Linked DNA regions of Rattus norvegicus: region 1 is linked to region 2. The links are chromatin contacts, called in public Hi-C maps. All regions are on one chromosome and are shown on one strand. The core of a region is the stretch at or near the end of the contact, and the rest is flanking DNA. Distances in the headings are between cores, read along the strand shown. Region 1 holds the start of Fundc1 (FUN14 domain containing 1). Region 2 holds the start of Kdm6a (lysine demethylase 6A).

Region 1 (5,933 bases), core at 3,037-5,536, 610 kb after region 2:
TTGCTGTTGTTGGGTCTTGGGCATCAAAGTAACTATGTCCTTGTAAAGTGAATTGGATACTGTCCCTCCTGCTTCTATTTTGTGGAATAATTTAAGGTATATTGCCCATAATACTTTGAAAGTCTTGTAGAATTCTGTACTAAAACCATATGTTTTGGTTTGGTTCTGTTTGGGAGAGTTATCAACATTGTTTCTATTGGTCTGTTAAAATTGCCTCTCTGATCTTGATTTAATTTTTGTCAGTGGTAGTTATCATGGAAATTATCCATTTCTTTTAGACTTTCTAATTTGATAGAATATGGGATTTTAAAGTATGTCCTTATGAATTCCTAGATTTCCTCCATGTCTGTTGTTTTGACCCCCTTTAATTTCTAATTTCATTAATTTGCGTATTTGCTCTGCATTGTAGTTTATTTAAATATGGGTTTGTCTATCTTATTGATATTTTTCAAAGAACCAACTCTTTGTTTCATTGATTCTTTGTAAATATTATTTTTGCTTCTGTTTAAATTATTATAGCCCTGAGATTGATTATTTCTTGCCATCTACTCTTCTTGGGTTTGATTACTTCTTTTTGTTCTAGATTTTTCAGGTGTGTTGTGAGGTTGCTAGTATGAGATCTGTCCCTTTTTTAAAGTAGGTGCTTAGTGTTGTAAGTTTTCTCTTATTCATTGTGTCCCATAAGTTTGGATATGCCATGTGTTCATTTATTTTGGATTCTAGGAAATTTTTAATTTCTTTCTTAACTTATGTTGATCCATTTTTCATTTAGTCTAAGGGTTGTTCAGTTTCCATGAGTTTGACAGCTTTCTGGTGTTTCTCTTTTTGACAATCCAGCTTTAAATTGTGATGCTCTGATAAGATGCAGGGAATTATTTGGATTTTCTTGTAACTGTTGAGGCTTGTTTTGTGACCAAATGCGTAGACAATTTTGGTGAAAGTTCCAGGAGGGGCAGAGAGGAAGGTATTTTTTTTGTGTTTGAGTGACATGTTCTACAATTATCTGTTAGGTCCATTTGCTTTATAATCTGTTAGCTCTAATATTTATTTATTTATTGTCTGGATGACCTGTCGATTGGTGAGAGTAGGGTATTGAAGTCTCCCATTATCAATGTGAGGGTTGATATGTGATTTAAGCTGTAGTAGTGTTACTCTTACAAACTTGAGTAATTTTGTATTTGGGACATAGATGTTAAGAAATAGAATGTCCTCTCCATGGATTTTTTTTCCTTTAGTGAGTATATTGTTTCTTCCTCTATGTCTTCTGATTACTGTTGATGTCAATTTTGTGAGATATTAAAATGATTATACCAGCTTGCTTTTTAGGTTCTTTTGCTTAGAATATCTTTTTCTAACATTTTCCCCTGAGGTTATGTTTATTCTTGATGTTAAGGTGTGTTTTTTGGATGCAGCAGCAGGATGGATCCTCTTTTCACACCCATTCTGTTAGTGTGTGTGTTTTTATTGGGGAACTGACACCATTAATGTTGAGAAATATCAGTTCAAAGTTTTTGTTGATTCCTACTACTTTACTGTTGTTGTTGTTGTTGTTGGTGGTGGTGGTAGTGGTGATGGTGATGGTGGTGGTGGTGGTGGTGGTGGTGTGTGTGTGTGTGTGTGTGTGTGTGTGTGTGTCCTCTCTTTTGATTTGCTGCTCTGGGATTATTTATTCCTTGTGTTTTCATGGGTGTGGTTAACCTCTTGGGTTGGATTTTTCTTCCAACGCCTTCTATAGGCCTAGATTGTTGTTCATACATATTGTTTAAATTTGGTTTTACCATGGAATGTCTTATTTTCTCCATCTATTGTCATTGAAACTTTGCTGGGTATAGTAGTATCTTAGGGTTACTGTTGCTATGATGAAACACCATGAGCAAAGCAAGTTGGGAAGAAACTTTATTTTGCCTACATTTTCATATCACTGTTCATCATTGAAGGAATTCAGGACAAAAACTCAAGCAAGATAGGAACTTAGAGGCAAGAACTGATAGAAACATTATGGAGGGGTACTGCTTTCTGGCCTGCTTATCATGGCTTCCTCAGCCTGCTTTTTTATAGAACTCAGAACCAAGATTCCAAGGTTGGCAACACCCACAGTGTGTTGGACCCTTCCCCATCAATCACTAAGAAAATGACTTCAATGAACCTTATAGAAATCTTTTATTGGTTACATAGCCCTTGGTTCTTCCCAATGGTTAATGGTGCAGATATGCTCTCTCTTTTCCCACCTTCTCTCAGAACGTGGATTCAGAGCTATTTAAACCTGTCTTTGAATTGCAAGCTTTATGACATTCAAATAAAAATCCATATTTACTTTTGCATTTTCTGAGTTTGGATTGATTGGCAATCTCCAACCAGATTTCATTTTAAAAGAATGTAAGAATAGAATGGAAACTGCATTCATCACAAGACTGTGAAAATCTCATGATGCACATTTTGAGCTATAGGCATGCTGTAACTATGTAATTGTTCTGGATTTTCCATAAGCCTGAGATTAACACAAGCTCACACATCCAGGCAGCAGATGTTGGTGTGCCTAGAGGCTCCAGATGCTGGATATTTCCATTCTATTTACACATTCTATTTATGTATATACTCTGAAGATAGTGGAATCCCATTAGACCATAGCAAAGAAAATTTGGTTTTCTAAACAACTGAAAAGGAAAGTAGAATTTAAGCAAACAGACTAAGAATTATTTGCATTGATAAGGCAAGAACTAAGAAATACCTGTTATTTAATAGTTATTATAATTAGTATAATAAGATTCATGATAATGAAGGTAAGCAATCCAATTTGCAGGCATATTACCTGCTTAGAGGTATTCTGAAATGACTGAAAGCCATTTTCAAGCTTATATAAATGAAAAATTAATAAGCAAGAATGGTTTTTAAACTAGCAAGATTTGAAATATCAAGTGCAAAGCTATTATTTTTAAATAATATTAATACTGAGCAGGCTGTTCATTTTAACCATCCAGCTAATTCAGATAGAGTACATATTTGAAGTAAGTTTGGTGCTAATTTACGTGAACTTGGATTAGCTATTTGGTATTCAACATGTTATGTTCTACAGAATCCATGGAACTTTGTGTTTAAAAAACTTGACTTTATCCCTATGTCACATTTAAATAATAACAATTCTTAAAATCACAGCTTGGTGGTGAATGTTTGTAATCACAGTACTGGAGAGAGAGACAGAGGAATCCAGCCAGGATCAGAGCCCAGCCTGGGCTACACAGCGAGGCCATGTGTAAAATCAAACACAGCAACAGAGTGATACATGCCTTAATCCCAATACTGGAGAAGGAGGTGGATCTGTGCAAGTTTGAGGCCAGAATGTTCTACATAGCAAGTTCCAGAGAATCCTGGATTATGTGAGGTGTCTAAAAATAAACAAACAAACAAAAATACAAGCTAAAGTCTGCTCAACTAACAGGGCACTAAGGAAAAAAAGCTCGTCTCATGGAGAACTTTTGGAAGTCTGAGAAAATTGTGGCTTGAAACAGCGTGTTCTCTTTTGTTTCTATAGTGTTTAAAACAGGTTTTTGTTTTTTGTTGTTTTACAAAACATCTTTAAAATATTTTCCCTGACACTTGTTAAAATAGATAATGGGTTTATTTTAATTTGGAATACAGACAAAAAGCTGGAGATTTATAGTGTATAATCTGAGGGTGTCAAGGTGTAGAATCCTACCAAGAATCAGGGCATGGGGAGTTTATTGCTAAGGTAATTTAATAGCGTTCTTAACTGGAGAAAGTCTGGGTTATTAGCCATCAAGAGAGGGGCAAGGCTGAAATTTCTGTTAAAGTCAGCAGGATTCTTGCAAGAACTACCCTTGATCTTAGCTAAAAGGCCGAGAAGTGATCCTTGCAAGAACTAAATGTTAAATATAGGGCCAAAAAAAAAAGAACGCCTAATCAAAAAAAAAAAAAAAAAAAAAAAAAAAAAAAAAAAAAAAACAACTTCAGAAGAGCATCCTGAATAAAGACTTGTTAAGAACAGTCTGCCAACACTAAACTGGTTATTCTCTTCTATTACCCTGTGCCTCCATTCCCTCCATTCCTTTAGCTTAAAAAAAAAAATCTTGGAAACTCTAGAGCGCGTTGGGGGAATGCCCAGAGTACAGTGGAAAAGAGCACGAACTACATTTCCCATAAGTAAACACGGGGCGGGGACTCAGCTATTCCTCCCCAAATCCCAAGCCTTGCGTCTGCGCACAAAGTGTTAAAAGGGCTGTGCAGGGAAGCGTGGGCGGTGACGAGCCTGTGTGTGAGAGTTTGTGTGTGTGTGAGTGAGCGTGTGGAGGAGGAGGCGGAGGAAAACGAGAGACCATAGACTTCCACCTCGGCCTAGAGCGTCCTTTAAAGTGTTGGGGAGAGGCGGGCGGGGACCACCCACAACTGGCCGCTGGCGGTATCATGGCGTCCCGGAACCCCCCTCCCCAAGGTGAGCAGCCAGGGCCCGAAGTAGTCTCTGGGACGCTGCCCACAGCTCTGGACCTTTTATTCCTACGGTGTTTCCCCCTTCCCCTCCTCCAGTGTTTTTGGGGCTCGGTGGCTGCACAGCCCCTTTGAGAGACCCCTCCGAACCAGATGTCTCCTTTTCCTCTTTGCAGTACTTAGCTCGCTCACCCACACCTAACCAAGGCTAGACCCTGCCCTGCCCCCACCTCATGCCCTTCTCCATCTTGCAACTGTAAGGGGGTTGGCGGATTGATTTCCATTTGGTCGGTTGCATTTTGGTCCTGCTCTGATATCCTCTTGCTGGGTTCCTGACCTTTCTTTTCTTGGGAGGAACAACCCCTCTCCCCCTTTTCCCACGGGTGGAAATGCACCCTGCCCTGACCTTATTCAGATTGGGCGGGTCACCGCCCACTGCTTTGTATTTCAACTGGCCTCTGGCTCTGTGTCCCGGTGCCATAGGAAAGGAAATGGGGATGCTGTTGCTAGACCCTTTATACTTGAGGCCCCAGTCTCAGGGATCGAGTTAGTCACGCTCGTTCGCTTACATCTGGGCATTTTTTAGTTGTAGGCCAGACATAACAGTGAGTCGTCCCACAGGTTTTATGAAAACAAATTGTGAGCCGTTTCTGACTGTAGATTGATCCAATTTTTTTTCCCATTTTGTATTTTTAAAGACTATGAGAGCGATGACGAGTCTTACGAAGTGTTGGATTTAACTGAGTATGCAAGAAGACACCACTGGTGGAATCGTGTATTTGGCCACAGTTCCGGACCTATGGTAGAAAAATACTCAGTAGCTACCCAGATAGTAATGGGTGGCGTGACTGGCTGGTGAGAACATCTTTTTTTTTTTGTTAAATTTCAGTGGGAACTTGGCTACTGTCCTTTTGTAAATAGCCTAGCCTCCATAAATCTTCAATGGCTCGCCACTGTTAATTCCAGAAGAGCACAACTTTGGGTCTTTCCCCTGATCTAATTGGTTGCATCAACCTTCAGAAACTCCTTGTTGGATTTTGATGAATTCCCTCAGTCAAAGGCCCACCATAGTTCCATTTTCCACCCTCTATCCTTCCTTTATCCTTCCTTTAATTCATTATCAAATTTCCAACTTGAGCAAGTTAATTATAAGTAAGTTGTTATTTGCTATTCAGTGCCAACAATTGGAAAAAAGCATAAGAATTCCTACTGCAAAACTGGCTTCAAGGATTCTCAGCTCTGTACACAGAAGCATTAATGCTCTGTAAAAATTATTCACGATGATGCAGCAGATTCTATTTTTTGTGGATGCACTAGTTCTGATTATGATAGTGCTTTGGAGAAGATCTGAGATTGCTTTTGTGTTAGAATTAATGAAATGATTACTTGTTATTCAATAACGTGGAGTACAATAAGGAGGGGTTATTACCATTAACTAAGCAACAACTCATGTAAACACATGTTTACACTGTTTTTACCATGTATTTTAATTC
Region 2 (6,412 bases), core at 2,657-5,156:
TCTGGCCTCCTCAGTCACCACCCAAGTGGTACACAGATATACCTGCAGGCAAAACACCCATCGTCGACGTCGTAATAGTAATATAATTACGGGTTGGTGTTAAAGACCATCATGCTATTACAAGAATTCTAAAGCAAGCTCTAATTCCTTTACAGCCTTATTTAAGGTATTACTACAAAAACACTGTATTACTATTTTCTTGAAATTCAAAACACCATACTATATATCAAGTGACAATCCTGCAAGCAAACCTTTCAATGACTCTTACATAACTGAACCTTATAAAAGTATGCATAGTCCAGAAAAAAACCATCTGAAATACAGCAGCCTCACACATGTAAAAGGACAAATAAAAATTATCTATGCAATGGTTTTAGTTTCCAAAACGTTAGACTTGTTTATAAATGTGCACTTTAAAACTTTAAAGACAGAGTCAAACATAAGGGGAAGAATTTTTTCTCAAAACAAGTAGGAGTGACTAAATTTCTGTTTTGGCACAGACTAAATTTTCTGGGAATAAAACAACAAAACTCATAACTAAAAAAGGAATTCTAGAAATTGTTCTATTCTATTATGTGTTCAGTAAAACTGCCTGAACACAACCCACCAAACCATGAAGAAAAGCCAATACTTTCTAAAAAGAGTTACATAGGAAATAATTCTGAAAGCAACATAACATTTTACTTCCCAAATCTCACATCCAAACATACTGATTCTCAGGACAGTTAGAAGATGGATAAAACTTAAAAATTTAACATTTCATTCCAAGGACTATAATTCACTCATTCTACTCAGAATTCAGTTCAAACAGAAGATGTAAGGTTTTATCAAGCACAAATTTGTATTATATTCAAGCTAAGAAGGACACAATCAGGATCCATGTAAGTGTTCAAAGTACATAAATATATAATGTTTTAGCATTAAAGCCGTTGAGCCCTGATCTAAATAGCTAGACCCTAAGGAGCCAGAACCAATGAAGATTTTTTTTTCAATCAATATACCACTCGACATTTATAAAGTCATAATTCTTCCCCCAAACAAGATGAAGCTTCACAATTTTTTCATGTTCAAGATGTGACTGTATTCAAATACCAGAAAAATAAATAATGCACATTTAGAAAATTTTGAAAATGCTCAATTTTTAAAATAGGAACTCAGTTCACATTAACTGTAGGTTTCACTATTATAATATTCGATGTTAAGTACCACCCTCTGTGATTCTGATTATAAGCATTTTAAGATATGAAATTATGAACTAGCACTTTACACATGCACTTAAAACAGATTCCACTTATTTCTTCATCACTGTAACAAAAAATAATAAATTTAGCCTAAGTTTCCAAATGAATTATCCCTGCAAGCAACATTATTAACCCAATGTAAAGTAGCAATGTTTACTCAGAAATAAAATGACCCTTAAATTCAAACACTATATATATATATATATATATATATATATATATATATATATATATATATATATCTTTGGAATGACAACTTCACAGTAATCCAGTCTTCGGACATAAAATACTTCAAATAGGTTGAGGGAAACAGGAGACCAACAACTACTGATATTTATATTATTGCAGAGTTAGTCACTGAACATTTTTCCAGCGATAATTTTAATGAAAGCAAATTAATACCTGCACTGTCAAAGTTCAATTCAAATTTTCTTACCATTCAAAGAAAATGGATCTACTGAAAAAAAGATTATGACTGTTTTGCCTTCTAGTCATTGTCTGCAATCACAAGTTCTTATATTTTGATACTTTGAAATAAAAACAAAATTGTGATCACAGATAAAAAACAATGCCACCAAACCAAAATACATTCAAAAAGTAAGGATTAAAATAATCAACTTTTTAAAAAGCTGTTAAGCTTTAGTCGTCTTTCTTAAACTTCCCAATCGCAACAATAGAGCTAACTAAGTGTCAAATCAAACCTAGAGATATCCTCCAAAGAAGAAAATGTCTGGTGAATGTAACATCTATGATAAACACTCCAAGTTTCGGAGTCCCAGTGAACAAAAAAGCCTCCTCAGACCATTCCAATCACACTCTGGTCAGGAAATATAGACTGAAGCAGACAGACTGAGACTCCAGCCTTTGTTCAATAGCTTACGATGGGTAACTAAATGTGCTACAGGTTGATAAGCGTTTACCAGGCTTATGCAAGCTATTTCAAAGCTAGAAAAGGGGACAAAAATTCTATATGCAAACAATCTGTGATCATTTTTATTAACTACGGAGCTACATACTCTAAAGGAGAGGCCTATTCTTCTTTGATACTATTTATTTCCATGTTTACCTCTCCTCCCTCTCCCAAACCGCCCCCCCCCACTTTCTCCTCCCACCCTGTCCCGCCATCTTGGGCCGACAGAAGCAGCCATTACTTAACTAAATGACAGTACCAACAACTTTGCACACAAATAAACAAGAGACTACACCCTGAACCTCCCCAACTGCCCCTGACAGACTCACAGGAAACGAAGCTCCAGAAAACACACTCACACAACTGTGATAGATCTAATGGCAGAAAGATCCAAAAAGTAAACAAGTCACCTAACTTCAGGTAAAGCACACACCGATTGAGATACGTGTCAACAGCCCCATGCAAACTCTTTACAGACCTAAGCTGCGTGCAACTTCCCCCTTCAGGGAGCAGAGACAAGAAGCCATCCCGAAATGTTTGGCTAACAGCAGACATTAGGGACAACCTGCCTAAAGAGGCTTTAAAACCAGGGGAGAAAACGAGCGGGGAATTTAAGGAAATCTGCACCCGTTTACGAACTCATGACTCTCCACATGATCTCCTCGGAGATCATCGGCCTAGCCCCCAAGGGCGGTAAAATCGGAGGCAATTTGGAAGCCCCACAAGAGCTTGGCCCCGAATGCGCTGCTGCCTCTGTCCTCTGGCTAAGAGAAGTGATCTCTCAAGAGAACAAGCGAGGTACCAAGAGGTAGAGGAGAGCGCAGCAGCAGGAAATAGTTTTCCGGAAGCCCCTCGGCCGTCGTTCGAGGCCACAATGAGTGGTGACCCGGTCCCGGGGCCCCGGGCGATCGCGCCTCTGGCCCTAGAGACCGTGTCCGCGCTCCGGCCCGCGGCTGCCTCACCTTGCCCAGCAGGGCCTTCATCCTGGCGCCATCTTCATGAAACCTCACGAACCCGAAAAGGCGGCTGCGGAGAAAGACACACGCGGTTCGTTAGTGCTCCGGAAAAGCCACCGACCGGTCCGTGCCAAAGCCCGAGGCCCCGGCATCAGCAGCGCCGAGAGCTCCAAGCCGAGGTGCCCGCCCCACCGCCGCCACAGGCGAGCCGCGCTCCGGCCTCCTCGGAGAGCAGCGCCTGCCTGTCCGGAGCCGCCCCGGCCGTTGCCCGCTCCTCATACCTGTCCAGTCCACCGAGCGCCTCCCTCTCTTCGGCTGTCAGGCTAGGGGACGCCTCCTCGCTCTCGCCGCTCGCTTTTCCCGCCGCCATTTTCTTTTCCTCATCACCGAAAGCGGCGGCGGCGGCGGCAGTAGCGAGCGACACTCCGCAGGATTTCATGGAAACGTAGCGAATTCACAACTCCAACGCCGACACCCCCCTCCCCGGACCGGAGCCCGCAAGGACGCTTTCAATCTCCGCACGGGACCGGCACACCAACTTTATCTCTGCCTCCTCCTCTGCCGCGAGAGGCGGCGGCGAAAAATCCTAACGCGGTAGAGGTGAAGGCAGCGGCCGCACAGGCTGTGGAGCCACTGGGTCGGGAGCAGCGACGACTCGGCTGTAGGGTCACATCGCGGGGGTGGGAAGGGGACAGCCACAGGCAGGGACGACGGGAATGGCCGGAGCGCGCGAGGAGCGGGATCTCCGGGGGGATTCGTAGGAGACACAAACTTCCCCGGCACCAGCACAAAGTTGTTGTAATTGTGTCACACAGCAAACCCCACGCCGCCGCCGTGACCCCCCCTCCCCTGCCCGGCCAGCGCGGCCAATCACAGCAGCCCTCTAGGCCCACGTGACCTTTGTTGACTCGCGTCAGTCGTGGCTCCACTCAACTTGCTAGCTGCTTTAGCCCCGCCCACCAAGGCCGCCACAGACCCGGGAGCGGGATGCTCGCCAGTTCTGGTCCGTGGTTGGCTGATGGGCGCGTCTGTCCTGAGTAGGGTTGTCACCGAGTGGGAGCAGCTGGTTAGGTTGTGCTACTTAAATACACGAGCAGAGAATGAAGGGTCCCGGCCGGGTCCCTTCGGGATCCGTGGTGGGATCCGGAGGGGGAGGGGAGCGCTCTGGCGGGGCGAGGTCCGGCACCGCCCGCGGCGGGCGAGAGCCCGGACGCCGAGGACTGCCTCTGGCTTCCCGGAAGCTCTGGGGTAGGCCAAAACTGGCTTTCGGTGGTCCGGCCGGCGCTCGCGCACTCCGGGAATATCGATCCCCACAGGGAGGGACAGCAGCTGAGTCGCGGGGAGGGAACACTCAGTCCCATACCTCTGCCCTCGGTAGAAGGCGCACTCTTTGCCCCTGCTGGAAATAATAGCCTCCACGAGGAGTGCGCCAGAGGAGCAGCAGCCGGCCCCACACCCGTCAGCCTGGGCGCCGCCCTAGACAAGGCCGCACAGGCAGTCGGAAGCCCCCTTCCTCTCAGAAGGGAAAGGGGAAGGGGAAAAGGTCCCCTGAACCCTGCCCACACATCCCAGGCAGGATGGAATGAAGAGTTGCCTGCGGGGGTCTGGCGCGCTGGCCCCGGCACCCCACCGCCAAAGGTCTGTCTGTTGGCAGCACTTTCGGGCCAAGTATTCCTGCTGCTTGCATATACCCTCTGCCCTAGCAGTAATTCGTTAATACTGTGCTGTCCATCTCAGTGGGTCCTCCATGAAGAGTAGGAGCTGTATGTGAACTGGCCATTAATAAATAGAACCTTCAACGCAGCTTCCTGACCAGAAAAGCCTTTTTCTGCTTCCACTACTTACGGAAACCCTTAGCAGTAGTAACATTTGCTCGCTCTTTCCCTCACGTGCAAATAAATCTGGTGTTTGATCCATAGTATAATCAGGAGATAGACCAAACCTTCTATCGACTATTTTGGAAAGGCAGATATAATGTGATGTATCTCATCACACCTCCAGTCTTTGGGAATAGGAAATATTATTAATAAATGAACTATACGAAGAAAAGATCCCTTTATAAACCAAGTTCTATATGTAAGTTTGCACCTGTAATCAATAAGATATATTTAAACAGATTTCAGAATATGTACTGCTGAGTCAGTAAATCCTAGCTGTATTAAATGAGGGACTAAAAATCCCAACTAATTTTGCAGACAGACAGAGCTTTAAATTGTTGCCTGGAGACTAGTAACTAGATGAATAAACTCTAGTTTTATATGGATTGTATTTCGTGTTTAATTACACTTTTACAAAACATGTTCTTCTATGGTGTTCTATTTTACTTGAATGAGTGAGTACAGGGGACTGAATATTTTCTATACCTAAATTAACATACGAATTGTTAAGTGTCACAAATTGTGACCTTCAAAACCTGGGAGGGTTTTGGCCCACTACCACATGGACACTTGCACAAGCAGAAATGAAATCTGTCAGTATTTGGCCACATCACCAAAGTTACTGGTTTTTGTCAGTCCCTTTCCAAGAGTGATGATATAAGGCAACCTATGTCTCAGCGCCTTCCTGTCCTCCAATGATAAGGTTAGAGTTTTAGAGATATAGTGATGGGGAGGGGTTGGAGTCTAGCTAGCACAACTGATTTCTGAGCCTTTGTACAAGCCCTGTGACCTCTAAACCAAAGCTGTTGTTTTTCATTCGAGGAAATTCTAGTTTGTTGGGGCACAGATTTTATGAGACAGGGTCTTGCTCTGTAGCCCAGGCTAGCCTCTGTGTTCTCCTGCCTCAAACTCCTCAGTTCTGGGATAATAGACATGTAACACCATTCCTGGCCAAACCAGGCCAACTCCAAGGATTTATCCTCCATCAAACATGAGGCAGCTTCCATATAATAAAATATGTCTTACATATCTATGTAATTTTTTGGCATTTACATAGTTTATCATGTGTCAAATGTATGTAAAATAAGTGTAGAGCCTTTCTCATTCACTGTTGAGAAAATTAATGCAATTTTAAACTTATGACATACAAAAATGGAAAATTATGTTTTATAATAATTATTACTATGACAGGGCAGTGGTGGCACATGCCTTTAATCCCAGCACTTGGGAGGCAGAGGCAGGTGGATCTATGAGTTCAAGGACAGCCAGGGCTACATAGAGAAACCATGTGTCAAAACAAATAATAATAATTACTATAAAAACCAAACCTGGGCTGATTTAGCTCAGTTGGTAGAATGCTAGGTTGAAAGTCATGCTAGGCTACAAAGGAGGGCATTAAAATGCAGAAGGATGAGTAGTATCACAATA

The links. Hi-C and Micro-C count contacts between places; a contact is called where the count stands out from the background.
Region 1: a Hi-C map of prefrontal cortex shows a contact between it and region 2, with 4 times the contacts expected there. The contact joins the promoter of Fundc1 here to the promoter of Kdm6a in region 2. A contact is called at or near these places in 3 of 12 Hi-C or Micro-C datasets (the A7r5 cell line, frontal cortex and prefrontal cortex).

What each region holds. Positions count from the first base shown.
Region 1 is chrX:7,662,501-7,668,433 of GRCr8, forward strand. It overlaps Fundc1 (FUN14 domain containing 1), which reads left to right and starts at 4,287. Exons shown (of 5, transcript NM_001025027.1): 1 at 4,287-4,447; 2 at 5,139-5,295. The coding sequence starts at 4,420.
Region 2 is chrX:7,056,054-7,062,465 of GRCr8, forward strand. It overlaps Kdm6a (lysine demethylase 6A), which reads right to left and starts at 3,907. Exons shown (of 30, transcript NM_001427597.1): 1 at 3,389-3,907; 2 at 3,114-3,177. The coding sequence starts at 3,546.